2 separate regions of the Mus musculus genome follow, and region 1 is linked to region 2. A link is a contact called in public Hi-C data. All regions are on one chromosome and are shown on one strand. Each heading gives the region's core, a stretch centred on a gene start, on an enhancer-like site or on the middle of the called end of the contact. The rest is flanking DNA. Distances are from core to core; before and after follow the strand shown.

Region 1 (6,554 bases), core at 122-2,621, 340 kb after region 2:
GCCCAGGGGCAGCCTCCTTGCCACAGCCTACAGAAGGTCTGCTCTCAGCCCTCATGTTGGCACTTCACCCTCAGCCCCACCCTGTCCTCCATTCTACATCCAGTGTCCCACCTTGGAGGAGCCACTGGTCCAGAGGAAGCAAGAGGAGAGAGGCAGTGAGCAGACGCAGGGAATGTACAAACTGCAGCAAGGGCTGCCTAGGAAACTCAGGGAATGTTCCAGAGCCCAATAGAATCTTCTGTGTGGTGGGCCGCTCTTCCCTGGCTGATTGTGAACGATGGGCTCCCGTGAGATGAGGACCTGAGGTTTTTATGCTTTATTGAATTTTAAGTAATTTGAATTAAAAAAATGGAAGCTCAAATCAGTTCAGATATTTTAGAACTACTTGGGTATGTAAATCTCTTTCAACATAAACTCTATCAAATCTAAATGCAGATCGAGTGCTTCTGATAAAAATTTAGCTTTGGAATTGACACGGGCCAAAAGTATAAACCTCATCAGATTTCACAGGCTTAGCACAACACAAGAGTATGAGAAGCATTCGTTGATATTTTTACATTGGTTACCTACGGAATAGTAAATATTTTTGATATGTTGGGTTAAAGGGAATTAAGATAAATATAGCTAAATACTTAATATGCATGTAAATATTAACTGTCCCAATTAGCATTAACTGTCAAATTGTTACCACCTGAGAAAGAGTCTCAGCTGAATAATTGTCTTTATCAGATTGGTCTGTCAATGTGTTTGTAAGGGATTGTCTTCATTGATGATGTGGGAGGGCCCAGCCCACTGTGGGCAGCACCATTCCTAGGCAGGTAGTCCTGGGCTACATATGGAAGCTAACTAAGCATGAGCCTAAGAATGTACCAGCAAGCAGTGTTCCTCCACAGTTCCTGCCTCCAGGTTTCTGCCTTGAATTCCTGCCCTGACTTCTTCCTTCAATTACAGATGGACTGTGACCTGAAAATGTAAGCCAAATCCTTTCCCCATCAAGTTGTTTTTGGCCAGAGTATTTTATCACAACAGAATAGAAACTAGAGTAGTAACTAAATTTAACTTCTCATTAGCCAGGCTGTTGTAAACTTTTAAATTACCTACATGGCTTATGTGATCTTTCTATTCTACGGTCCTTTTCTAGAACATTCTTGGAAAGAGGAAGAAGGCCTCTCTGAAAATGTAATATTGGTACTGAGCCCTTCAGGAACGGAAAGAGCTTGGCATCTGGGGACCAGCGCATGCAAAGGTCCTGAGGCCCTTGGATGCATTTGACATGCACGAAGAACTGAAAGAAGATAGGTGCCTAGAAATGAGCCATCAAGGGAGGAAGCAGACCCCTTCGACAGGCAAACCAGGGGAAGTTGTACACAGAGCCCGACTTCCTGTCTCATGTGCTCTTCTGCATGAGTGGCACGGCCTCTCCTCCCTCTTCTCTGCTAGAAAGACAATGTCCTTCCAGTGTTCACAACTCGCTCCTGACACCGTGCTGAGGATTATGGGGAACACGAGCCAGTTTGGGGACACCACAGGCACAGTACAGAAAGTATATATACCACCTAAGGAACTGGAGTCAGTCCTGGACCCCACCTACTGGGAACATGTCATGGAGCACTCCCTCCCCCTGCTGTGTGGGACACTGGGAGAGATTAGGGCTGGAGTGGAGGGCCTGTGACCTCAGTCCCTTAAGGCAGTCCAACCTGCTGGTGGAGCCTTCACATATCCTCGCTCCCAAGGCCTTACTCCCTTCAGTAGAATCAGGACATCACATGGTCTTCCTGCCCCACAGCCACCGATCTGTTGAGGCCCACTAAAGAGATTACAGCATGCCTTCTACAGACACCCAGGGCCTCGAGGCCAGCACCACTAATCCCGACAAAGGATAACAGCCCCTAATTAATTCTTCGAATCTGATGGTGGTGTAAACGCCAGCCAGGCTGCCCGCCTTAATGAGTTTAATCGACTGGACTTGATGATTTTATTTGAAACCTAGGGCCGCAAATTAAGCTCTTAAAAATGTACTTGAACTTGATTGGCAACTGTAATCCCAACAAAGTCAGTTTAATCCCTGGGCTGCTTGGGCAAGAAAAGTCTGCGTGGTGCTCTGGGCTCCAAAGCACCCACGGGAGCCCCTCCTTCCTTGGTGCAACTGGCTGCCCTTGGCCTCAGCCCTAATTTACCCTATTGGCCACGTGGTGAATGACCCTGAACCCTTCATCAGTTCCTCTTACAGCTCCAAATGCCAAATGCCGTAGCTCTGTCTGCAGTCCCCTTCTCACCCACTGTGCCCTCCAGGGCAGAGGCCACTCTTGAAATCTGCTGACTAGGCATTGAGATGGCCAGTTTGACCGCACTGCCCCACACGTGAGCTCTGTGGCCTCATGCCCATCTGGGGTGGTGGACAGAAAAACTGGCTTCAGGATCTCCCTCACTTATACCCACAAGGTTCCTGGAAAGTTCTGCCTACCTAGGACCCTTCCTCCCAGCCGGCCTTTCCTCACACAGCTTCTGCACACGGTAAGCCTGCTCCTAAGCTTTGGAAGGTCTAGTGCAGAACCGCACTACCCAGTCAGGCTCAGCCCAGCCCAGCCCAACCCACAGCATCTGTCCAGTTTAGTAGTCTTTGAGAGTAGTGCTGGGACCATTGTTTTTGGAGGTGCCTGATTCATACTGCCACTTCTGTCCTCCCACCTCTATGACCCACCTCTCCACACAGCTGTGCTATGCCCCTCCTTTGGTCTTCAAGGCCTCAACATGTTTGGCAGTACCCAGTCTTAGCAATCAACTTTCTAAGACTAGTCCCTGAGCACAGCCTGGCCATACCACCCTGCACCTACTCTGGTCAGTTGTCCTGTCCTCAGCCTTTGCCCAGGTGTCCCTTCCTCCGGATCTGTGAGAGATGCCTGAGCAACCCAGAGGGCACAGGACCCTATACTTATACTATACTTCCTTCTCCACAGACAGACAGGCAGACACATACACACACACACACACATATACACGCACGCACACACATGCACAACACATTATCACTCACATGCACACACATTCACACATACACATCTACTCAGACACATAAACACATGCACATGCATGAACACAAACACATAAATACTCATATGCACACACATGCACATACATGCATATGCATGTTTGCAAGCTCCTGTGCTCTAGTCACAGAACAACCTGCCCAAAGAAGGCAACCTCTTTATGCTTCTTTGAATGGTTTTCCTTACCAAATTGGGCAGGCTCTTTCTGTTGGCAAGACCTAAAGCTGTACCCTGCTCACTGCAGGCACACTTTGAGGAATAGCTGATATCTTCAAATCAGCTCAGACAAGGGAATGAGGTCTCTGTCCGCACAGTGGGGACACAGGTGTGTTCCCTACATACCACCTATTCTAAAGCCACCTAAGGGCATGATTTTGGTTCTTTAATATCCACCAAGTGCCAGGGTAAGGAGTAAATGGAACCATGGCAGTTACAGGCCTGGGACCCTGAATGTCCTGTCCCCTGTGCCTCCTGCACCGGGTACCCACATTGCCATTTACATTGCCCATGGACCCAGAAAGCTGGTACAGCATATTTTCTGCCCCCTTCCCCACTGCAATGTACACACTAGGCTCTCCACCCGGCCCCACCCCTGCAACATCCTGGGCAGTCCGGCTTGATCAACAGCAGGATGCCTGGACTCCACCACTGCCACCCCCACCCCCACCCCCGGCTTCCTCATGCCTGTGACCAGAGGCCAGTGTTTTGATGAAATTTTCAGAAGCTATGCATCTTTCAGGAGCAGGGAGGTGGAGAGTCAGTGTGGAGGTGGGGAGTGGGGGACGGAGGTGGCGTAGTGGTAGGGGTGGGGGTCGGCATGGAGAATGGTGCTCCCTGGATATTTTCTCTTTGAGGAAGTTTGAGCCCAGTATCTGGCACAAGCCAAGGCAGTGATGTTGGCTGTCATTCGGCCCTGGTCTAGACAAGGCCTCTCGTGTCCTTGTCTTGCACTGAACGGCACAGGAGAGGAGCAGCTTCTAGCTACCGTCTGCTGGGCTCATCCAAATCCCAACCTAAGTTTCTGAATTTTAGATGCTAATGGAAGACAGAAGGTGGGAAATTAAGGGGCCTGAGGAATGGAAGAAGTCCCTCATCCTGGGGCCCAGGTTGCCTTCCTGCTGACTGAGCACTCGGAAGCTTCAACAGAACCGATAAAATCAAATTGCCCACAGAGATAATGCCTGCTTTCCTCAGAGACAACTCTCACAAGGCTGTGGAAAACAGTACGTTCTGCTTGTATGGGGACAGAAAGTCTGTCACCTGGAGTTTGACGCTGAGTGTTTCTCTCATCTAAAGCAAAACGGGGCTCTCTGGTAATTTTACTCCTTCAGGAAAGAGAAAAGTGAGCCAGTGCCTATCTCTATGCTTAGATTTAAACACTGTTAATCTTTAAGCCTTACTGTAAAGCACACCCTTTGGGTGAGTGACTTGGTAAACCCCAGGATCAAATGAAACCATTCTAAATTCTCCTAAGAGTGCCTTACAGCCTTGCTTGGGTGTAGCCTGTCTTTTTCCCATGTGTCCCTCCAAACACTGCTCTGCTGCCTGAAGTGTGTCCTCTTGTCATCTTCTTTTCTGCTTAGAAACTCACCAACTCTCTTCACTCTGGCTTATCTCCAAATTACTTTTTTGCTTGGGTGTAGTCAAGGACCTGACTTCACCTGAGTGGATGTCGCTAGGATCCGAGGGAACTGAAACTGCTCACATCCCTGCTGGGCTGTGGACGCTGGCACATCAGCAGACTCATAGTCAGCCAGTTCTAAGAACTCATTGCGGTACAGGATGCAGGCCACAGGGTCCAGCTGCCCAGAAGGGTCGGTTCTGGCAGGAAGTTTTCCTCTTCACAGGAAGGAGGAACTCTGTGGCTTTCTAGCTTGTTACCTCGGCTTTGTCTTATTGACTGGTGCACCATCGATCTCTCTCGTAGTCTCCCCGCAGCTGACCGTGGTCTGCTCTCCTTCCCCAGGCCAGGCGGCTTAGCCTGGAACAGGCTGGGTTGCCTCTGTGTTTTTCTCTCCATTTTGCAAACGCATTTTTACTCGTAGCATCTCAGCCCTTGACCCTCATTTTCCATCTCCAGTTTCATCTCCTTAAGCAGTCTTTTCCTTAATCCCTGCTCCTTTGCAGCCTTCCATGGGACGCCACTGGCTGCATGGTTTCTATCTCTCCATCTTCAACATTACCTTCTTACCTTTTCCCATTCTCTACATGTGAAAACTCTCCCCTTTCTTAAAATCTCGAATCTCTTCTTTCTAAATCCATGTCAGACATGATGGTGTCTATTCCTAGGTCTTGCTGAATTCTTAACTTTTGTCTCTCTGGGACCCTTCATGTCACTGGCTCCATCCGTGGCTGCTCTTCACAGTGGGAGGATCAAGGGAAGTTGAAAGTTGATGGTGGCCCTGGATGGCCCACAGCTTTAAGGACTGTTCAAGGAGCTTCACTGGGACGCTCCTGCTGAGTGGTTCGTGGTACCTCGGGATCACCGTGCCACAGTGTGTGGGAGTTGTCCTTGGCCTAAGGCCCACCCAGTCTCTCCTCCTACAGTTCAGCAGCCACCACGGGCAGAAGACTGGTTTGCTGAGCCTCTGACACTACAGAAGGTGTCTTGAGTCCCAGGGGACCCCCACCTACCACCACCCAGGCTCTGGCCTCCATGGAGGTCTTCCTCCAAAGCCTGAGAGCAGAATTTACTCCACATGAAAGAGCTCTGAGCTCCACTTTCAAAGTATTTGGGAAAATAAAATAGAAAGATAGGGGACCCTAATTCCATTCCCGACAAAGAAGGGCTGTATGAAAGCCCCAGATGAAGCCAGCCATCTGCTGTGCTGTGAGGACGTGGCCAGAACGTGGCAATTGGGCAAGTTGCACAATAGTGTTTGCGTAGTCGTAGTTCAAATCTCAAGTGTCTCCCCCAAAAGCTCATGTAGTTCAAATCTCAAGTGTCTCTCCCAAAAGTTCATCAGTGGAACACTTGTTCCCTAACTGGTGGAGTTGCTTGGGGAGGTTGAAGAGACATTAGGAAGTGGGTCAGTAGGGCTAGGTCTTTGGTTGTCATAGCCATCCTCCTGGTTGTATCCTCTCTGTTTCCTGGTCCTGTGTGTAAACAGCCTCTGCCACACCCTTGGTCATCCACACACAGCCACTCCTCCCTGCCCTCCCTGCTGTAAGCGAGTGAAACTGAGATCAAGTAAACCTTCCCCCCTTCAGATGCTCCTGTCAGACATTTTCTCACGACAACACAGTAACTAATGCACAGAGCCCAGCCTGTTTCTAATGCACATAGGGATGCAGTTCTCTTTCTTCTCATGTTTTTCTTTCCTTTCTTAAGGAGAAAATGGTGTGTGAGTGTTTGTGGAGGAGTGTGTGTGGAGGTGTAGACCTGTGTGTATATAAGTATGTGTATGGCGTGTCTATGAGGAGGCGTGTCTGGAGGAAGGGTGTGTTTGTGTATGGTGTGTGTGTAGTGGTGTGAATGTGTGGGTGTGTATGTAGAGGGGTGTATGT
Region 2 (7,100 bases), core at 1,332-3,831:
ATGTCAGCACTAGCCCTGGAGGTCTCCGGGGACTTGAAGACATCTTCTGGGGTTTCCAGTCATATACAGTTCAACGCTGGGACCTTCTACTTTAGCTGTTCTGGCAGACACTGGTCCTGGGACTTCAAGAAACTCCTCGGGGTCTCCCTGGCAGCTGGTTGAGAAGTCTTAGTTTTGCTCGTTTTATATCAGCTGTGTCAGCCCTCTCCTCATCCCCATGAAGAAGCTGAGCCCATGCAAACCACCTTGTGAGATGTGATCAAACCCCAGGTTATTATTGCCAGTAACGCAGGCATGACAACTTAATGACAACAGACAGGTGATTAATGGGAACACAAATAGAAACAAGTCACAGTGAAATTTCTTTGTCATTTCCGTTAGCAGGTCAGATCTGGTTTTAGCACTGTATGTGGCCTGTACTTTCCCAAGATGGCCTTAATCATACCTTTTTCCCATGGGGTCCTCTGGCGCATGACCACAACACCCTTGCCTCACAGAGGTGTGGTTCAACTTCCTGATACTGTTTGAGTCAGAGGTGTCCTTCAGGCGTGTGTTTGGACACTCAGCCTTCAGCAAGTGGCCCCCCTCTACAGGCTGTAAAGCCTTTGGCAGGTGGGGCGTGGCTGGCAAAGTGGGTTGGTGGGAGAGGATGGGCCTTGAGACCTGGCTCCAGTGCTTAACTCAGTACTCTCTGCTTCCCACTTCCTGCTGTGATGCGATCCGTGACCTGCTCTGGGCACCATGAACTTTGACAAGACTTCCCCACCAGGAAGGACTGTACTGTCTCAGCCTGTGAGCCAGCAGAAACCTTCCTTCCCAGGTTGCTTCTGTCAAGTATTTTGCCACAATGATGAAGAAAACTGACCAATGCCCTCCCCTCCCTTGGATCTGGGTGTACATGGGTCTTCTTCAACATGGGCTTTGGCAACCGATGTGCTGTGGCATGTAGCCAGATGGCTGCTGCCTTCCTGTGGGGACACTCCTGCTGGGGTCTTGGAGCCACTAGAGAAGTACAGATGGGCTGTGGACAAGAGTGCTTGGTACGTCCTGTCCAGCCTTTGACCAGCCTCAGTGGATTGTGGTCTCACTCAGAGTCCATCTGAAGTTGTGCAGGAGGCTTCAAGTGGGACTGACTCAGTGGAGGGGCCAGCAAGGAATCCATGTGTAAAGCTAATGGGGCTTGTCCAATAGTACACTGAGTCTTAGTTAATGCTGTTAAGTAGCAGCAGTATCCGAAGCACAGTTGGCATTACTGTTGGACTCCACAAAAGACAGGTCTGGCGTGAACAACCATGCATACTTAGCCATGCAGTGTGCAGTGTGGGCGGTGGAGGGATGACCTGGTCTGTCCTCACTCCACCCTTACAGATGTACTCACAGGCATCACTTGCCTGAGCCTGTGTCCTCTTCTGTAAAGCGGAGATTCAAGCAGAGCTGTTATGTGAGGGTCATAGCTGGCACCAGCTGCCACAAATTGACACCTTAGATGGACTCATTCTCTCTGTTCTGTAGGCTATGCATTTGGGGTCAGGGCAGAACAGCCAGGGCTTCCTAACTTCTTGTTGTGTGTTGTGCGATTTCTTCTTTGGGCATACTTGAAGAGAGGGAGTGTGTCTCTATGAAGACACTAATTCTGTTGGATCAGATCCCCGCTCAAATTCATGACCTCATTTAACTGAAATTTATTCCTGATAGGTTTTATCTCCAAATATAGTATGAGGTGAGGATATGTTGTGAATGTGAAGTTTGAAGGAGACACAATTAGTTTAGGGTGAGGGGGTTAAGGGGCTGGCCCCTGTGGCATGCAAGCGCCTGAGATCCATGCTATTACAGTTGCCATCTTCAGGCTCTTGCCCCTTCTCCTGTGTGCTGTTTCCAAATGACCTGAGACATGTCTGCATATTAGCAATATCTGCTGTGGCCTTGGGAGGGGAACTAGGACTTGCATGCCAGGGTTTCCCTGGGCCTGTGGTTAGCTTCCCACCTGGGAATCTGCAGGTCTGAAAAGCCTCTGAACCCAGCCTTCTGCTGCCTCCCCATTGGCTGTCCTGACCATCACCTAATGAAAGGCAAGGACCAGGAGGGACGGTTGAACAATCTTGGTTGGAGCTACTTTGCTCTGTACCTCAGTTTGACCATCAGCAACCTGACTTGAAGGTCTGTAGCTCCCAGAAGATAGAATCTGTCAGGGTGGGTGCCAGGAGACTGTGGGGGCAGTGGATACAGGCAGATCCTTGCTAGCCTTATGGGGTAGGTATCAATCTGTGGGCTTCCTCCACCCCCAACTACTCTTGAGCATCCTCAACATATTCTCTGCTGTTCTGATGCCCTGTTGCCTTGGAGACCACTCACAGGCTTCCTGGGGCTGAGGATGGAGGAGACAGTTCTGGGGTACTGGGAGGACAGAGTGACATCTTGGAGCAGCCCACAGGCCTGTACCACATGCCAGTCCTCTGCACCGCAGGAAGACCAAGGCTGAGAGTAGTCCTGTCTGGCTCTGGGCCAGGGCAGGCTCTTCCTAGCTGTTAAGGAGAACTGGAGCTGTCTTCTGTCTTCTACGCTCTCAGTGGGCGTGGAGCCAGCCGTGGCTCAGCTGAAGGGCCAGCAGGGGGCTACAGTGGTGTGGATTGTCAGGGCCTGCGGCTGTCACGCCTCTCTCACGGCTTCTAGCCTTTATTCAGGAGGATATTTCTCTTTCCAGTGCACACCACACACATTGGCTGATTTATAACCCAAACTATTGTTGGAGTTATGTGTGTGTTTCACCACTCTTAATTTATAAGTGAGGAAACTAAGGCACAGAGAGGTTAAAAATCTTGTCTGAATTCACACAACTTAGTAGACAGGTGCAGATGAGCCAAGCAGGCTAATCAGCATTTGTCCCCCTGGGTCCATGGTGTGCCTTTCTGTGAGCTTAGCCACCCTGGGGTCATAGTCTTTGGTGGAACATAGAGCTGTAGAATAGGGCCTAGGAAGGGTGGAGGTTGGCCTTGGACTTCTGCTCCCTCCTGCTGTGGTGGACACTGCGCTAGTTGCTTCTCAGCCCTGTGACGCCAAGCTTTGCTCAGCCTGGGCATGGCTGAGACAAGACACCACCTGAGATTCCTTATCTGAAGCACTCTGCTCATACAGTCTCATCACCAGACCCTGCCTCAGAAAACGGCCCTCAGGCGGAAGCCAGCCTCGGAGCGGCATGCCAATGCTTCCATTTCAGCCAGCTCTTGCAGCCTTTGCTCTAGCTTTCTGCTCCACACAGAGGCTCGCTTCACCCTGAACGTGCCATGGTCTGCCCTGTGACTTCCTGAATCGTCCCTTCCTCCTTCAGTGACGAACAGGCTCCCTTTCCTGAGCTCTGCTATAGACATTTGTCATCTGATCCTGGGTCCTGTTTGTTCCCTGATCAAATCATTTTTGTACCAGGAACAAGAAACCCAGTGAGGCTCCGCAGGCTGAGAGCAGAAGGCCTGGGTCCACTTATCCCAACCAGAAAGGTGGTGCCATCTCATTGTAGAGGGGAGGACCACACATCTGGTCTCCTGACCACGTCACGCTGGCACATACGTTCAGCCTGACTCCTTGCATTCTTTGGGGATAGTCTCACACATATTTCTAGACTCCAGATTTCTGCCTGTGAATGTCTGGAATGTGGCTAGGGAGACCAGCCACTGAAGCCAGGCCACAGATTTGCTTACATGACAGACTGCAAACACCCCCCCCCCTTTTTTTTTTCCCCATGACTGGCCTGGAAGTGTCTCTAAGAGTGGGTTTGGGAGAGGGGACATCAGTCAAGCATAGGCAATGAGGAATGTTGGAACAAACTTGGAGCTGCTGGTCCCAGGTGGCACCGCCCCACTGGGAAAGGTGCTTTGAAGTGGCACCACTAAGGTGAAAATGAGAGATGGAGGAGACGCTGGATGCTAGGGTACCTTGCATTTTGAGTGCAGCCAGCCCTCCCCAGGCTATAGATGGGTCTGAGTGGGAGTCTGATGCTTATAACAGAAAGATGGACCCGCACATTCTTGTGGTAGGCAGGGACAGGGCCTGTGTGGTCAGAGTCATGTCCTCTGTATGGTGGTCACCTGGCTGTGCCTGCAGACTACCTCCTCCCTGTCTCCTCTTCAGGGCCCTGTTGCGATTCCTGCTTTTCTCTCTCTCTGGCTGCTGCCCTTCCTGATTGAGGTGGCCACCGTTTCCATCTGTGGCTAAATCTGACGCCATATCCTCTCTTGTTTTTCTACCCCCACTAACTGCTTCTGTGGCCGAGTCATGTGTCCTGGCTTCCCTGCAGGTAAAGTGGTCATCTGACTTGCTTCTGACCAATGGAAGGAAAGGGAGGCTTTCCTGGGGCAGGCAGAAATCTGGCTTTCTGCATAAAGTCATGGAGTCTCATAAGTTTTTCTCTCCCTTTCCTGCCTGCCTCTCCCTTTCCATCTTCCCCTCCCTGGGGAGTGGAGTTCAGGATCCCATGCGTGCTGAGCTGAACAATGTATCTGTGTTGCATCCAGCCTGCTTTCCGGTGCTGTGGACATGCCATGCCTGCAGTCACAGTGGCTGCAGAATGGCTGGTAGCAGGATGAAAAGCTTGTTGGTTGAGCATCAGGAAAAAGACCTGACAATGTAGTACTGGACATCTTGGTTGAGGAAATAAAGAAATCAAGCTGGGGTTGGGCTCAAAGCTCCCTTCCTGCTAGCCAGTGCCAGAAAGTGCTATGCAGGCTGTTGGGCGAGAATTGTCACCAACTGGCTTACTCAGTTTCAGACTCTATGCCATAGGAGTGACCAGCCAGGCAAGAGGTGATAGTGGCAGGTCTGTTACAGGAACCATCATCTCTTTCTGACTGGAATTAGTGCCTGTTCCATGGGATGCAATTCAGGTCTTGTACTGTAAGTGAAGTCAAAAGCCCATGGCCTGGGAGGCCATAGGTCCTAGTGTGGAAGAGGTGGGGCAGGGGGAGAGGATGGCTCACTGGGAAGAATGGGACAAGAAGATCACAATGGGGAGGGGTGTATATATTTGAAATACATTAGGTATGATTTGCCAAAAAATGAAATATATTGTTCTGTATAATTAATATATGCTGATAAGATAGGTTGGAAAAGAAGTAAGATTGATCAGAAATGAAAGTTCAGGACAAAGAAGAGAGGGAGGCAAGGAGGATGGTCTAGGGGAGAGAACAGCCAAGGACATCAGGCCCATCCTAGGAGCTGTATCTTTGAAGTGGCTCCACAGGCACCCCTGCTCCACAATCCACATGCTCAGAGCTCCAGAGGGTGGGCATCCAGAGGGGCAGAGTCTGACTTCCCCAGTCAAGTCTGGAGAGCTTTACAACTCCTGTCCCCAGAAGCTACAAAGAGGAACATGTACAGCATGTGACACAGGCTGGCCCCTCCTGCATCCTTGAGAGGGACTTTCTTTTTTCTTTTTTTAATTGGATATTTTCTGTATTTACAATTCAAATGTTATCCCCTTTCCTGCCCCCCCCCCCCAAGCCTCTATCCCATTCCTTCTCCCCCTGCTTCTGTGAGGGTGTGCCTCACCCACCCACCTACTCCCGCCTCCCCACCCTTGATTCCCCTATACTGAGGCATCTATTGAGCCTTCATAGGACCAAGAACCTCTCCTCCCATGGATGCCTGACAAGGCCATGGAAGGGACTCTCTTACTATACTAGTCTGTCTACTTGGGAAAGTGTTGAACAGGAAGTGAAAGACCTCCACACTCAAAGTGTCTTCATTAGCCTTGCAAAAACTTTTTCTGTTTTATTAGTTTCAAAGAACTGGGTCTGGTTCTTTATTTATTATTTCTACAGCTTTTAAGTTCTTTAATTTATTTATTTGCTTTTATCTCTGTGATCGCCTCTCTTCTACTTTTTGTGGTTTGTTCTTTTCTTGCCGATCTGAAGTTGGAAGTCTCATCTGTCCCTTTTGTTTGAGTGTGAAAGAACTAGAGAAGAAAACCCTGGAGTTATGCAGGGAGGGGCCCGGGACACATTTGGCGTGTGCGGGGTGGGGGTGCGGGTGGGGGTGGGGGATCTGTCTTGCTTGTTGACTGGGAAGTCTGCTATTTTTGTTTTATGTCCTCCTTGACCTATATGTTATTTGGAAGAGTCATTTTGAAACCTATTTTCTTTCTGCCTTTTTATGGGGCGTGTGTGCATACATCTGTGTGGTACATACCATGCCAGAGGTAAAAGAAAGGTGTCTTCCTTAACTATTGTTCAGCTTAGTCTGTCTGTCTGTCTGTCTGTCTGTCTGTCTGTCTCTCTCTCTCTCTCTCTCTCTCTCTGTGTGTGTGTGTGTGTGTGTGTGTGTGTGTGTGTGCGCATGTGAGCCTGTGTGCTCAGGTATCAAAGCACACATATGGAGGATGGAGGACAGAACACAACTTCAGTCAGGTCTCTCCTTTCTCAGTGTGGATCCCAGGGAGTGAGATCAGGTCATAAGGCGTGGTGTAGCAGGTGCCTTTACCTGCTGAGCCACCTTTGCGGCCTCTAGCTTGTAATTTGAGGCAGTCTCTCACTTGAACCCAGAGCTGCTGGTGTGGCTAGTGTAGCTACCCAGGCTGCTTTGAGGCTCCCGTCTCCTCCCCCTGAGAGGAGGGAGTACAGGCTACACCCACTCTGTCTTTCTGTGAGTGCCCAGGTCTTTACTCATTCAGCCCCCAGCCAGTCTTCCTGTTTCTACAAAGTCTTTGCACGCAGCTTTATCACATTGTGGTTAAGACTGTGGTCTAGGAGAGCCATTCCAGCCATTTGCTTTCGACATTCTCTCTGAAGCTGACCGCAGAAGAGACTGGTAAAGATGCTCTGTGGACCTTGTCCAAATGGCGTGTTCTTGCCTGGTGGGCACAGTGACAGATGTCGCCCGGTGGTCCTATCTGTTCATCCAGCACTTGTTTTTGTTTCCTTCCTACTTCACAAATGAGTATCAGAGAACTAAAACGATTCACCATAATCAAAACAAATCTCCCGTCTCCTAAAGTTCTGACATTTGAAGAATATATTTTGCTACTGTGTAGTTTAGGGTATGGAAGCTGGAGAGTTTTGTTTTCTTTTTTCTTTTCTTTTCTTTTAAAATTTATTTATTATATGTAAGTACAC

Evidence for each region. Hi-C and Micro-C count contacts between places; a contact is called where the count stands out from the background.
Region 1: a Hi-C map of bone marrow-derived macrophages shows a contact between it and region 2, with 18 read pairs. The contact joins two enhancer-like sites. A contact is called at or near these places in 1 of 39 promoter capture datasets (embryonic stem cells), 4 of 484 Hi-C or Micro-C datasets (bone marrow-derived macrophages, cerebral cortex, liver and 1 more) and 2 of 115 datasets of contacts at active chromatin or transcription factors (embryonic basal ganglia and pancreatic cancer cells).

The regions. Positions count from the first base shown.
Region 1 is chr6:89,295,235-89,301,788 of GRCm38.p6, forward strand. No RefSeq gene overlaps it. Among named protein-coding and RNA genes, the nearest start is that of 4930512J16Rik, 13 kb to the left of the region's middle. Within about 2 kb of position 1,372, at least 29 of the 459 cell types and tissues checked have an H3K27ac peak or open chromatin away from gene starts, as enhancers often do. A contact at or near this core is called in bone marrow-derived macrophages, where this site is marked.
Region 2 is chr6:88,957,545-88,964,644 of GRCm38.p6, forward strand. No RefSeq gene overlaps it. Among named protein-coding and RNA genes, the nearest start is that of Gm36409, 13 kb to the right of the region's middle. Within about 2 kb of position 2,582, at least 91 of the 459 cell types and tissues checked have an H3K27ac peak or open chromatin away from gene starts, as enhancers often do. A contact at or near this core is called in bone marrow-derived macrophages, where this site is marked.